Linked DNA regions of Mus musculus: regions 1, 3 and 4 are each linked to region 2. A link is a contact called in public Hi-C, HiChIP or PLAC-seq and promoter capture Hi-C data. All regions are on one chromosome and are shown on one strand. Each heading gives the region's core, a stretch centred on a gene start, on an enhancer-like site or on the middle of the called end of the contact. The rest is flanking DNA. Distances are from core to core; before and after follow the strand shown.

Evidence for each region. Promoter capture Hi-C pulls out the DNA fragments that hold promoters and counts their contacts. Hi-C and Micro-C count contacts between places; a contact is called where the count stands out from the background. HiChIP or PLAC-seq counts read pairs in DNA pulled down with a chosen protein or histone mark.
Region 1: an H3K4me3 HiChIP or PLAC-seq map of bone marrow-derived macrophages shows a contact between it and region 2, with 6 times the contacts expected there. The contact joins the enhancer-like site here to the promoter of Rasa3 in region 2. A contact is called at or near these places in 3 of 39 promoter capture datasets (the 3T3-L1 cell line, the C10 cell line and liver), 1 of 484 Hi-C or Micro-C datasets (bone marrow-derived macrophages), 4 of 115 datasets of contacts at active chromatin or transcription factors (the 230-238 cell line, bone marrow-derived macrophages, embryonic stem cells and 1 more) and 2 of 9 other capture datasets (bone marrow-derived macrophages and liver).
Region 3: a contact with region 2 is called in a promoter capture Hi-C map of embryonic stem cells, with 5 times the contacts expected there. The contact joins the promoter of Tmem255b here to the promoter of Rasa3 in region 2. A contact is called at or near these places in 10 of 39 promoter capture datasets (3T3-L1-derived adipocytes, the SN4741 cell line, cranial neural crest and 5 more), 2 of 484 Hi-C or Micro-C datasets (double positive thymocytes and liver), 8 of 115 datasets of contacts at active chromatin or transcription factors (embryonic forebrain, embryonic stem cells, kidney and 2 more) and 1 of 9 other capture datasets (embryonic stem cells).
Region 4: a contact with region 2 is called in a Hi-C map of the C3H10T1/2 cell line, with 4 times the contacts expected there. The contact joins the enhancer-like site here to the promoter of Rasa3 in region 2. A contact is called at or near these places in 3 of 39 promoter capture datasets (embryonic stem cells and liver), 1 of 15 datasets of contacts at CTCF or cohesin (the NIH/3T3 cell line), 10 of 484 Hi-C or Micro-C datasets (the C3H10T1/2 cell line, the HL-1 cell line, Sertoli cells and 6 more), 6 of 115 datasets of contacts at active chromatin or transcription factors (bone marrow-derived macrophages, embryonic stem cells, forebrain and 3 more) and 1 of 9 other capture datasets (embryonic stem cells).

Annotation. Positions count from the first base shown.
Region 1 is chr8:13,516,197-13,518,896 of GRCm38.p6, reverse strand. No RefSeq gene overlaps it. Among named protein-coding and RNA genes, the nearest start is that of Gas6, 23 kb to the right of the region's middle. Within about 2 kb of position 1,271, at least 50 of the 459 cell types and tissues checked have an H3K27ac peak or open chromatin away from gene starts, as enhancers often do. A contact at or near this core is called in liver, where this site is marked.
Region 2 is chr8:13,676,110-13,678,861 of GRCm38.p6, reverse strand. It overlaps Rasa3 (RAS p21 protein activator 3), which reads left to right and starts at 1,275. Exons shown (of 24, transcript NM_009025.2): 1 at 1,275-1,469. The coding sequence starts at 1,415.
Region 3 is chr8:13,434,145-13,436,898 of GRCm38.p6, reverse strand. It overlaps Tmem255b (transmembrane protein 255B), which reads right to left and starts at 1,440. Exons shown (of 9, transcript NM_001143671.1): 1 at 1,232-1,440. The coding sequence starts at 1,286.
Region 4 is chr8:13,460,723-13,463,422 of GRCm38.p6, reverse strand. It overlaps Tmem255b (transmembrane protein 255B), which reads right to left. Exons shown (of 9, transcript NM_001143671.1): 9 at 1,971-2,218. The coding sequence ends at 2,054. Among named protein-coding and RNA genes, the nearest start is that of Tmem255b, 27 kb to the right of the region's middle. Within about 2 kb of position 1,397, at least 35 of the 459 cell types and tissues checked have an H3K27ac peak or open chromatin away from gene starts, as enhancers often do. A contact at or near this core is called in the C3H10T1/2 cell line, brown adipocytes, liver and 2 more, where this site is marked.

The DNA.
Region 1 (2,700 bases), core at 22-2,521, 160 kb after region 2:
ACAAACCCCCTTACCAATATATGTGTGGTCTGCATATCCAGGCAGCTGCATGAGACTCTCCCTGAGGTTGCTTGAGTGGCAGGCTAGCAGAACTCTCAGCAGCCATACCCACCCTGTGCCCACTGATGCCTCTCCCTTTGCTATGCTTTGAGCTTAGCTAAAGTGATTCAGGGCTCTGTGCTGCCTAAAGGACTCTTGAACTCTCCTGGGAAATGGGCCTGGGAGAGAGCTAGATACAGGAACTCTTTAGGCAGAGTGGGCTGACAGAAGAGAGGAGAGGAGAGGAGAGGAGAGGAGAGGAGAGGAGAGGAGAGGAGAGGAGAGGAGAGGAGAGGAGAGGAGAGGAGAGGAGAGGAGAGGAGAGGACACTATTGTCCATCTACTCCACAGAGTAGTTGGTGCTGTTTTGAGGAACAGCCAGGTTGGTTGACTTGCCTTGAAATATCCACTGGGCTATAACATAGATGGATGACAAACCATCACATATCTCCGAGGGACAATTTCCCAGATGTTTAGCACCTGTATCAGTTACTTTCCCGCTGATGCAATAGAATGGCCAGACAAAAAGCACGTTGAGGAAGAAAGGTGTTTATTTTGGTTTACAGTTCCTAAGGGAAGATAGCCCCCTGTAGTGGGAAGTGTTGACATGGCTGTCAGGAATAGAGTGATCTCCTTTCATGCACACATGGGAAGGAGAGAGAAAGCAAGGAAGAACAGGAAGTAAGTCCAAACTATAAAACCCTAAAGCCCACCCCTAGTGATGCACTTCCTCCAGCAAGGCTCCACCTCCTAAGGGTTTAGTAACCTTCTCAAACAGTACCACCAACTGGGGACTGTGTGCCCAACTGTATAAGCCTATGGAGAACATTTCTAATTCAAAAAACCCCACCGAGATTATCCCTATATCTGTGGCTGCTTTCTTCTCTTAACATCTCCAGCTCTGGTAAACCAATGCCAAGAGGGCGGGTTCCCTGCAGAGCTCCTCTGGGTGGACTGCTGTGCACATGCCAGCCACATGGGTGCCAGGACCCCCTAATGGTCAGAGAACTTTCTGGAAGTAACTGTTGGGTAATTCATTTCCACGCAGCCTGTAAGGACTTGGAAGTTGTATCTGGATTGTGAACATATCCCAGCTTACCCACTGTGCCAACTTATGCTTGGAAATCCTGAAAACTTTGCTTGCAACACACTTATCTTAGGAGGGAGTGTGACCGGGCCAGTGGAGGTATTTGGAAAGGACGCACACTGTTTCCACGAATCCCATGGGTAGAGGTCAAAAAGATTACCCATGTTCTGACAGCCTGGTTCTACCGTGGTGTGAGCACTTCCGCCCCTTTCTTCAACTGTGTGAGTATGTACAAGTAAGATGCCTCACTACTCTGACCAGCCAAAGTCCTGCAGCCCAGTCAGGCACTGTGGGCTCCAAGGCTGTAGAGCAACTCATTTGTTCAGGAATGTTCAGGACAAAGAGGGAGTACGCAGGCAATGAGGTATCAGGAGGGTAGAAACCACACAGACAGAAGCAGAAAATAATGTGCTGGCTAAAGCCAAGGCTCTTTGGAATTTTCCATTACAATATACTCAGCAGAGGAGATTGGGGAAGGGAGAGGCAGGGAGTCACCAGACCCCTACCACCCAGGGAAAATCACGAATGTAATTTATGACATGCTGTCTCTGAGAGCTTTATATCATCATTAAAACCATTGTTCTTACATGTCATACATACAACTTGATATTTCTGAGAACAGAGCTGTTGCACAGACCCTGTAGCCATACACAGGGGTAGATAAGTGTGGACTGGAGAGTTTTCCACAGCCATTTACCTCCTGCTGGATGTTGAGATTGTTAACATTTTTCACTGTGATTAAAAAGAAAAAAAAAATACCAGGTTGGAAGTGAATGTTTGGGAGCATTAAGATGTTTTCCACACTTTACATTCCTTCCTCTAGCTCTGTTCCCAGAGCAAAGCCCTAAGAGAAACGTCCCAGAGACTGTGGTCTGCTGGACTGTGACCTCACACCAGCGCGGCCTCCTAGTTGGTGGAATGTATTCGACACAGGGGCATTTTTATTTGGTTAGTGTTTGAGGAAGAAGTTTGTTTCCGTGTTTTGTAGAACAGTGGGAAAGCTCCTAAGATGTGGCTAAGAAGAAGATGGGTTGAGGTAGGTTCTGTGGTTCCTCCCGTGGTTTGAGGGGCACCTGTTCCCCAGGGTTTGAGAGAGTGGAGATAGAAGAGGTCTGACTCCGTGGTCATACTACATCAGCTCCTAGAGTCTTAGTCAGAGTGAAGGAGGTTCTGGGAGTCTGCTGGGGGGGGGGAGGGGGGTCGTGGGGACCCTTGACTCCTGCAGGACAGCTCCGTCCTGCTGTGGGACATCGCAGTGCGTGCTCACTTAGGGTTTGCTTCTCTCCGGGCCACATGGAGTGGGAAACAGGCCCTAAAGGAAAGTAGGCCCCAGTGAAGCTTGGGCCTCATTCTCAGTCATTTATTGCTTCCGGGTTGGGGGGGGGGTGCTGAGCACACTCGTCTGGAGAGATAACCCCACAGGTTCTATAGGAAGGGAAAGGGGTGGGTGAGGAGGGCAAGGAGGGGCCACCTGGTTGGTGGGTGAGTGGTTTCCCTCCTACCAGGTCAGATTCTGATCCAAGGGCTGGCTGCCAAGAAAGCGCTTGGGAGCCGAGCCGTGCTTGGCCTGTGTT
Region 2 (2,752 bases), core at 26-2,525:
GTTGTTTTTGGTCATGGTGCTTTATCACAGTACAGCAGCCCAGCTAAAGCAGTCTTTTGGTGATTTTGTGTCCTTCCCCACCACCACCCCCATCCCTGTCCAGTCATGTGCCTCCTACCCAAGTTCTCTACCACTAAGCTGAGTTCCTGAGCCGGAGATTCAGGGTTTTAGATGTGTTAACCCAGAGCGGCTCCCTCTCTTCCCAGTCAGAGCCTGTCTATGGCACAGCAGCTTCTGGAGGGTTCCAAATCAGCTTCTCTGGAGTTCCAGCACCTTCCTGGGTGTCCTGCCTATACACTGTATTTCTGCTCTTTGGCTGCTGGTGAGAGAGCTACCGTATAGCACCAAGGGATTTTTGTGTCACACCTTTCAGTTGGTGTATCAATGACCTAGCCTCCTGACTCCTCAAGCGATGCCACTTCCGTTTTCAGTCCTACCGAAAGGCAGGCCTCCTTCAAACCCACTGCAGAGGCTATCTCTACCGCCACTCCCCACCCACCAGGGCCTCTGGGAGACACTTCTGTGACTACTATAAGGAACGAGGGACTAGAGCTCTTGGCCCTCTAGGAAAGCTGGGAGTTATGCCAGCTGCAGGAAAAACTTAGTGGAGGGATCGGGGATAGGACCTCACAGTATCGTTGTAGAGATACAACAATTCTAAAGTTGCATACCAATCAAATTGCCAGTAAGCACCAGGTTTGAAGGTTCTGGAATGCTAAATTCAAGGGCCGCGTTGAGGCTGCCCAAGCACACCACAGGGTAAGCAGGGACTGCTTGCTGGGCACAGGGTCCACTTGCCCTCACTTTGACAGCATATCACCTTCTGATTTCTCCAGAGCGATCGGCAGGTGTCACTTTTCTCAGTCGCTGAAGCTGGGGCTAGAGGAAATCTTTTCCTTTCATACCTTTTGTTTGAATATAGCTTTTTAGATTTTAAGTGCGAGTCGGTCTTACGGGACCTGGCGGTCAAAACACAGATCAATACTCACGATCTCTCTTTGTCCCAGGTCCAGAGAGACCGGACCAGCGAGGGCTGTGAAGAGGGACCGCTTCAGGGGCACTCCAAGGCAAGTCCCTTCCGATCCCGCCTTAGAGTCCGCCTCCGCCTCCTTACAGACCCGACCAATGGAATGCAGTGTTTGACAGTAGGCGGAGTCGTACTACCCCACCCCATGCAGAGCCTTAGCCAATGAAGATCGGGGCTCTGGCGAAGGAAGGCGCCCGCAGCCCCGCCCCCGAGCTCTGCCAATGGAAGGGCGCGAGGCGGTGCACCCGGTCAGAGCGCGGACCGCAGCGCGCGGGGCTCTGGGGGCATCCGCAGCTCGGCTCCGTCTGCCGGCTTCTTCCCCTGTCTTGTCCCCCTTCTGCGGCCGCGCTGCCGGGCCCTCGCGCGTTGGCGAGGTCGACAAGCAGCATGGCGGTGGAGGAAGAGGGACTGCGGGTCTTCCAGAGCGTGAGGATCAAGATTGGTGAGGACCGCGGTGGCGTGGGCAACTCCCCAGACCCCTGTTCTTGGTATCCGGCCGGGCTGGACCGGCTCCTCGTGTTTCTCCGCCTAGACTGCCCGGTTCTCCGTGGCATTGCGGGGGAGGAGGGACCTGTATCAGGGGGCGTCTGTTTGTGGGAGTGAGCGCGCGTGGTTGCCTGCGTGTGTCCGTGTGCGCAGCACCGCTCCAGATCCCAGGCGCCTGACTTTACATGCACGAGCACGCGCGGATCCGTCTGGGTGCTCCCACTTCAGGGATCGGGTCTACTGATGTCAGTCTCCTGGTGTCCTCTCCACAGTTGTGCGCAGGAACTTATTTCCCAAGGAGGGGGCGCCCCTTCACCTTTTCGGCTGCTGCAGGCTTCGAGGCCGTGCACGCGCGCGACCGTGTGTGTGTGTGTGTGTGTGTGTGTGTGTGTGTGGTGTCTGCGCGCTGCAGGCCTGGTGATGGAGCCACCAGCACCTCCCCCTCCTTTCATTGAGAACTGGCCGTGGGAGCTGTGGCCGGCAGGCCTGGCATTCAGGCTGCTCTGGGCTGGTCGGGACTTCGGCAGCAACGCTAGGAACGGGGAGTGAAGTGGAACTGGAGAGACCTGGAGAGGACTTCCTGATTTTTTTTTTTTTAACCTGGAGATTTCGTTTTTCCCAGTTGTTTTTTATCTTGTGAGTGACGTGTGAGTCTACTTCCTTACAGTGGTTTTCTGAAGTGACCGTTACACATCAAGTCATTAACACACTGGGCAGGGGCCAATTTTCTTGGAAGGAATTCTGGGTCCTAGTGCACCGTCCCTGTAGTCTTTTCCCTCTGAACTGCGCCCCACATTACTGGCCTGTTCCCATGTGAAAAGGCCCCTAGTGGGTGGCAACAGTCACAGCCTGGTGTCAGTTGTTGATGACATTCGATGCTGTCTGAAGAATGCCAGCTACTCGCAATCAGCGTGTTGCTTCCTGTCCGCTTTATTTTGCTTTTGAATCATCGCCCGAGACAGTTTGATCTTTGGTTCAGAAGCGCTGCGGAGAGCATGTGGTGTTTGGGCTGGAGCAGAGGGCACGGGAGGGATTTCTCTTGCTCTTATGCCTGGAATTGCTGTCAGTTTCCATCTGAGGAAAGGGGCTGCTTTCTGTCCTCTGTGGGCAAAGACTACTTGTGTGAGGGTGGCCAGCTTCAGTTTCCTTCAGCCAGATCCTCTGACCAAGTGAGTCCACCAGGCTCCAGGGGTGCTGTGCCCTTTTGCTCAAGGATCTGGGGAGGTTGCTGTGGAATAC
Region 3 (2,754 bases), core at 191-2,690, 240 kb after region 2:
AGTAGAGACCAAGCTAGGCACTGCTCAGTCACCAGGTTCTGATTTTATATATAGCACCATGCCAAGCTGTAAGCAAAGAAGGGTCGATATAAAATGGTCACAGCCTGGAGCCACGCAGACCTTTAGTTGCTTTTAAGACTCTGTCTCAATAAAAACAAACACCTCCCACAAACCATTTCAAAGTCTGGAGTTTCTTATCAGAAGAAAATTCAGGTGTAAACCAAGTCACCCTAACATAACAGCATTGGCAGCTGGAAACATAACAGCTGCTGGTCAACGCTAGCTATCAGCTAGGAGAATGAACGGATGACCACAGAGCAACTGGCCTTACAGAAGAGAAGGTACGGCAGTCTCTCTCAGAAAGAAGCCAGACTCCTCCTCCTCCTCTTCATCATCATCATCATCATCATCATCATCATCATTATTATTAAACAGCACTAACCAATCAGACTACCCAGAAGTTTTTCCACCAGGGTTTCCAACGATCACCAGGGGTTCTGAAAGGATCATCAAGAGCCACCCCCACCCATTCTGACCTAATCCCTTAATCCCACAGCAGAGGGTCACCATGTAAATCTCCCCCACCCTCTGCCCTGCAGGAACAATGGCCCGCATCCCTCCAGGGTCAGGCTGCCTCCCAGAAGAGCACCCATGCTTAAGCGGCTGGAGCCAGAGCTTGCACCAGGTTTCCTGTTTTCCCAGACGGACCTGGCTTTCAGCTGTGTCGGGCTTGATTCGGGAAAGGGAACAATTAGAGATGGAGAGGCTGGGGTGTGAAGCGGGTGGAAGCCCTCGCTGGTTCCAACTCTAAAATCCCTGAGCACCTTTCCCTGCCCCCCTCAGGCAGGATGTGCTCCCTGGTTCTTTCAAACATTTCCCTGAAAAGTTTAGAAACTGAAAGAAATGCAGTAGGGCTGGAAAGGTGTTGGTCTGGGATTTAACCGCTTATAAGGACTTGGGTCTGTTAACAAAAAGATAACACGGGGGACAGAAACAGAAGGGGAGAGTGGATAGGTCAGTGTGGAGAAGGATGAGGCACCAATGGATAGGTGATCTGTACCACATGAAACCAGACCTAGTCCCAGCCCCAAACCCCAAAGGAGTCCTGTGCCCAGAGTCCTGAGCTGTGCAGGTAGTTCCCCTCTTAGAGCTGCTAGAAACTTGTAACCCAGCTCCCGGGTCCCCAAATTGCCTGCCAGCGGCAGAGATACCAACGATGCCCTTAGCTAACCTGTGGTGTCCAGCAGAGCCAGAGGGCCTGGCACGGGCGGTGGGAGCGGCTGCATTCCCGAAGTGCCCTCCACTGGGAGGGCAGTGCCCCGAAGCTCCTCCTGCCCGGTGATTAGGTTTCAGAGTCCCAGCAGTTTCAAGAAATGCAGCCCTGTGTCCGCTCTCCTCTACTCCACCGCGCTTCTTTCTACCTCTCCTTTGGTCATTTCCCTTCTCCCTCCACCTCCCCTCTGCCCCCACCATCTCCTACACCTCCCTTCCTCCCTCCAAGGTCCTGGTGCCTGCCAGCAGCTCCTCCTTCTCTTCTCCCCCTCCTTTTTCTCCTCCCCCCTCTTCCCCTTCCAGTCTCTAGTCCCTGGAAATTAAGAGTCTAAGAAAAGACCCACCGACCCACCCACCGAGCCAGTGAGAAAGAATGTACCTGAAGAAACACTGTAGACCGCTGGCCTGAGCCCAACGCTCGGTCAGAGGTGGCCCCGCAGACCAAGGACTGGGTGGCTCAGGTGGAGGGAAACAGAAAGACAGCAGGTGCAGAGCAGGAATTCTCCACACAGCTGGAAAGGACTCAAGCCCCGCCTACTTCAGACCCCCAGCTGAGCCCTCCCGCATCAATCATTAAGAAAATGCTCTACAGACTTGCACACAGGTGATGTGATGGACCGAGGCATCTTCTCAGTTGGGGTTCGGGGGAAGGGGGTCTGCATATAGCATGGAAACTCAGGTTCTGTTGTGAGCATGCCCCAACCCAGCAGCTAAAGTTCAGAGTGAAGGCTGCTATGGGAAGCCAGAGAGGGGCTGCAAGAAAACAGGCAAGCAGACTGGGCATGTCTTATTTAAGTTCCTTAGTTAAGTTCCTGTTGCTTCAATAAAGACACCATGGCCAAAAGCAGCCTGGCAAGGAAAGAGCTCCTTGGGCTTATATGTCTGATCACAGTCCACCATTGGAAGAGCCAAGGCAGGTACGGAAGCAGCAACCACGGACAGGCTCTGCTTACTGGCTTGTGTCTCATAGTTTGCTCAGTCTGCTTTCTTAGACCACCCAAGACCACCTACTCAGGGGTGGCACCTCCCCCAGTGAGCTGGGCCCTTCCACACCAGTCCTTAACTCAGAAAATGCTCAGTAGTCTTGCCCACAGGTGATAGGACAGAGGCAGTTTCTCAGGTGATATTCCTCTTCTAAGATTACTCTAGCTTGGGTCAAGTTGGCAAAAAACTAACCAAGACGGAGTACCATGCATGGCAGCAGTAGGGGAAAGTAAGTCTTTTAAAGACTATTAATGCATTGCTTAAAAGGTTTTGAGAACCAGGAGTATAGTACTCAATGGTGAAGTGCTTACATAGCTCAGTGTTATAGTAGTTACACAGTTCCATAGTAGGGTGCTTACATAGCTCAGGGGTAGAGTACTTACACAGTTCCATAGTAGGGTGCTTACATAGCTCAGGGGTAGAGTACTTACACAGTTCCATAGCAGAGTGCTTACATATAACTCAGTTGTAGGGTACTTACACAGTTCTTTAGTAGAG
Region 4 (2,700 bases), core at 148-2,647, 220 kb after region 2:
CACCCAGAGCAGAAGCCAAGCACAGGGCAGACCCTTGAGCAGTATTCGAAGAGGCAAAGCCATGGAGGGATGAGCCACTGAACATGCAGGCTCCAGCTGGCTTTCCAGCCTCGTCCACACAAAGGCAAGGACACTGTCGGCATATCCGGCCACACTGTAGATTAGTGTGGGTTGGGGAGGGCTGCTCTGGAGACTGGGGTGCAGGGCCTTACATTCTCTGTGGCTGGAATGAGGAAGACAGACATATTTGTGGCAAGGAGCAAGACTGTTAACCTTGGGAGTTCAATGTTTCTTAATAGTTCTTGGCTCCAGTGGGCACGGGCTCTATACCCAGACATGCAGTTTTGTTGGTCTGCAAAGGCCCTAGGGCCAGCCTTATGGCCTTCAGAGGTCGAGTCCCTTGGGCCCAGGGCACAGGACTACTGAATACAAAACTAGGGAGATGGAATCTAAAAAGAGCTAGAGAGAGGGTGTGAGACCCTGCACCAGGGAGGCACCGATGCCTTACAGACCCTCGCTTTCAGCAGCCTCCAGAGCTTGGCTCTTGTCTTTACAATCACTACACAGGTGAGGCAACCTTCGTCCCAGTCCTGGGGGGAGGGGGGGAGGGAAGCAGCCTACTGTGTGTGTCTTCATCAAGGATACCTCTCTGTACCTCTGGCCACCCACATCTTCCTGAACCTCACCCCACAAGGAACAGGAATCTTGCCATTGTCGTGTAGAATGCGTTCGTCCTCAGCCAGCACTGTAGCACGTCCCCTGTGAGAGCTACTTAACTGTACTCCCTCTGGATAGATGCCAAGGCAAGGGACAGAGCCAACTGACCCCTGACCCCGCTGAGGAGCCGTGCCCGAGGCGCCCTCCAAAGTCCAGGGATGGTTTTGGCCTATTGCCCTCAAGTGCAACTCCACGGAAGCTTTCACAACAGCCTCTGAAACTGTGGTCCTGGGAGGTATTAAATATCTTAGTACATACAGTGGTGTAAATATAAGTTGGCAGATTATTATGGATATTTATCCGGGGTCCTAGGGAGGCTGAAGCCAGGCTCCTGGAGGGTGTAGGGAAGCAACTGTGCTGGATCCAAGGTCAGTCATCATCAAACAGAAACCAAGACTCTCTCATCCTCAGGCTCCAAGGCCAAACTCAATAAGAAGGGTCGTGCACAGTTAGCAGTCCTCAGACCAGTGACTGTCTCAGCACTTCTGGGACCAGTGTGCGGCTCTTGGGTTTGCAGCACAGCTTCTGCACAGACAGACTTATCACCTCTCTGCTTGGAAATTGTGTTGTGGGTCTTTTGTAGGAAACTGTTTAGAAAACCTCTTCTAGCCTGCTTTGGTAAGATCTTCTGTTGGACAGCGTGGACTTGGCCAGCAGGGGGCGCTGGAGCAGGTCCTCCACCCCAAACTGCTAGTTCTGTCCAGCCTTAGAGAGGGAAAGGCAGGCTGGTGAGGTAGCCACACAACATCTAATCAATGACTAAATCAGTGGCCACAAAGCAACAGCGCATTACAGGGAGAAGCAAGTGTGAGATCCAGAGTCTACCAAAAGGGAGAGCTTGCACAGAGGCAGAACTCAAAAGCTAGTTTCCTTCTCAGAGACGTGCTCACAGAAGTCTGTCAACCTGTAACACATGTCCTGAGGGAACAACCCTCATTGAAAGAAATGCCTGGCTACCTTCTCTTTGCAGGGTGATAGCCATCACCATGGTAAGGGCAAAACGGAACTCTGAGCGATGGTCCATGCAGAGAAGTCCTTCCAGATGAGGAGGCTGCTGGGGTCTAGTACGGTTTGCTGCTGGTCTTCACGTAGGGAGAGGCAGTGAACAGCAGAGGTGGCATGGGGCCAGTCGGCTAGCTAGCTCTGCTCCTGCCTCTGGCCCTGACCTGTGCTGGAGAGGGTGTGCCCAAGGGAAGGCCAACAGCTTTGCGATCCTTTTGGAATTCTCTATGAGGCTGGCTGCAGAAGCGGGCTTTCTATATGCGGCTTTATTTTGTTGTTATATTTTGGGAAAAACCCAAACCACATTACTTTTTAGTCTACGACCTCCTCTGTGTCAGGGTGCGTAGGGGGGTGGCTTCTCCCCTGGGAGGAAGTAGGCTGGTGTGCAGGGTGAAGGAGCATGGGAACACCCACGGCTGGGCTGGCACTGGGAGGGAGACTCTGTGTCCTCAGGCAGAGAGAGGTCAGCAGAGGCCGAGGCTGGCGGGGCACTGGAGGGCTGCAATTAAACAGAGAGGCGTCCTCGATCAGCAGGTGGGGGGACTCAGCTACGCTGTCCAGCATATACACCAGCACCACCTTGACCCAGCAGCTTACCAGACCAGGAGGCACCGGCTCATCGGGCCTCTCAGAAGGCCTCTCCAGTCTAGAACAGCCAAGAGACGTCAGATGTCAGCCTGGACAGCATCTGATTGACACAGACCTGGCTTCTAAAGCTGTTGGGGACACAGGAAGGTCTCCAAACTCCTGGCTTGGTTGGCCTGCTTAGCCCAGTCAGCTTTCACTAGCACTAACTAGAAGATCCAGGGACAACTACAGCCAGGACTTGACACTCACTAAAGACAGCAAGACCATTAACATTCCCAACACAGCATGGTGATTATTGTGGTAGCAGCCAAATGTGGTCAGCCATAGTCTAGAAGTTTAAGGAAGTTATTTTTCAGATGTAATTAATCAGTGACTTTGAGTAAGCTGGTACCC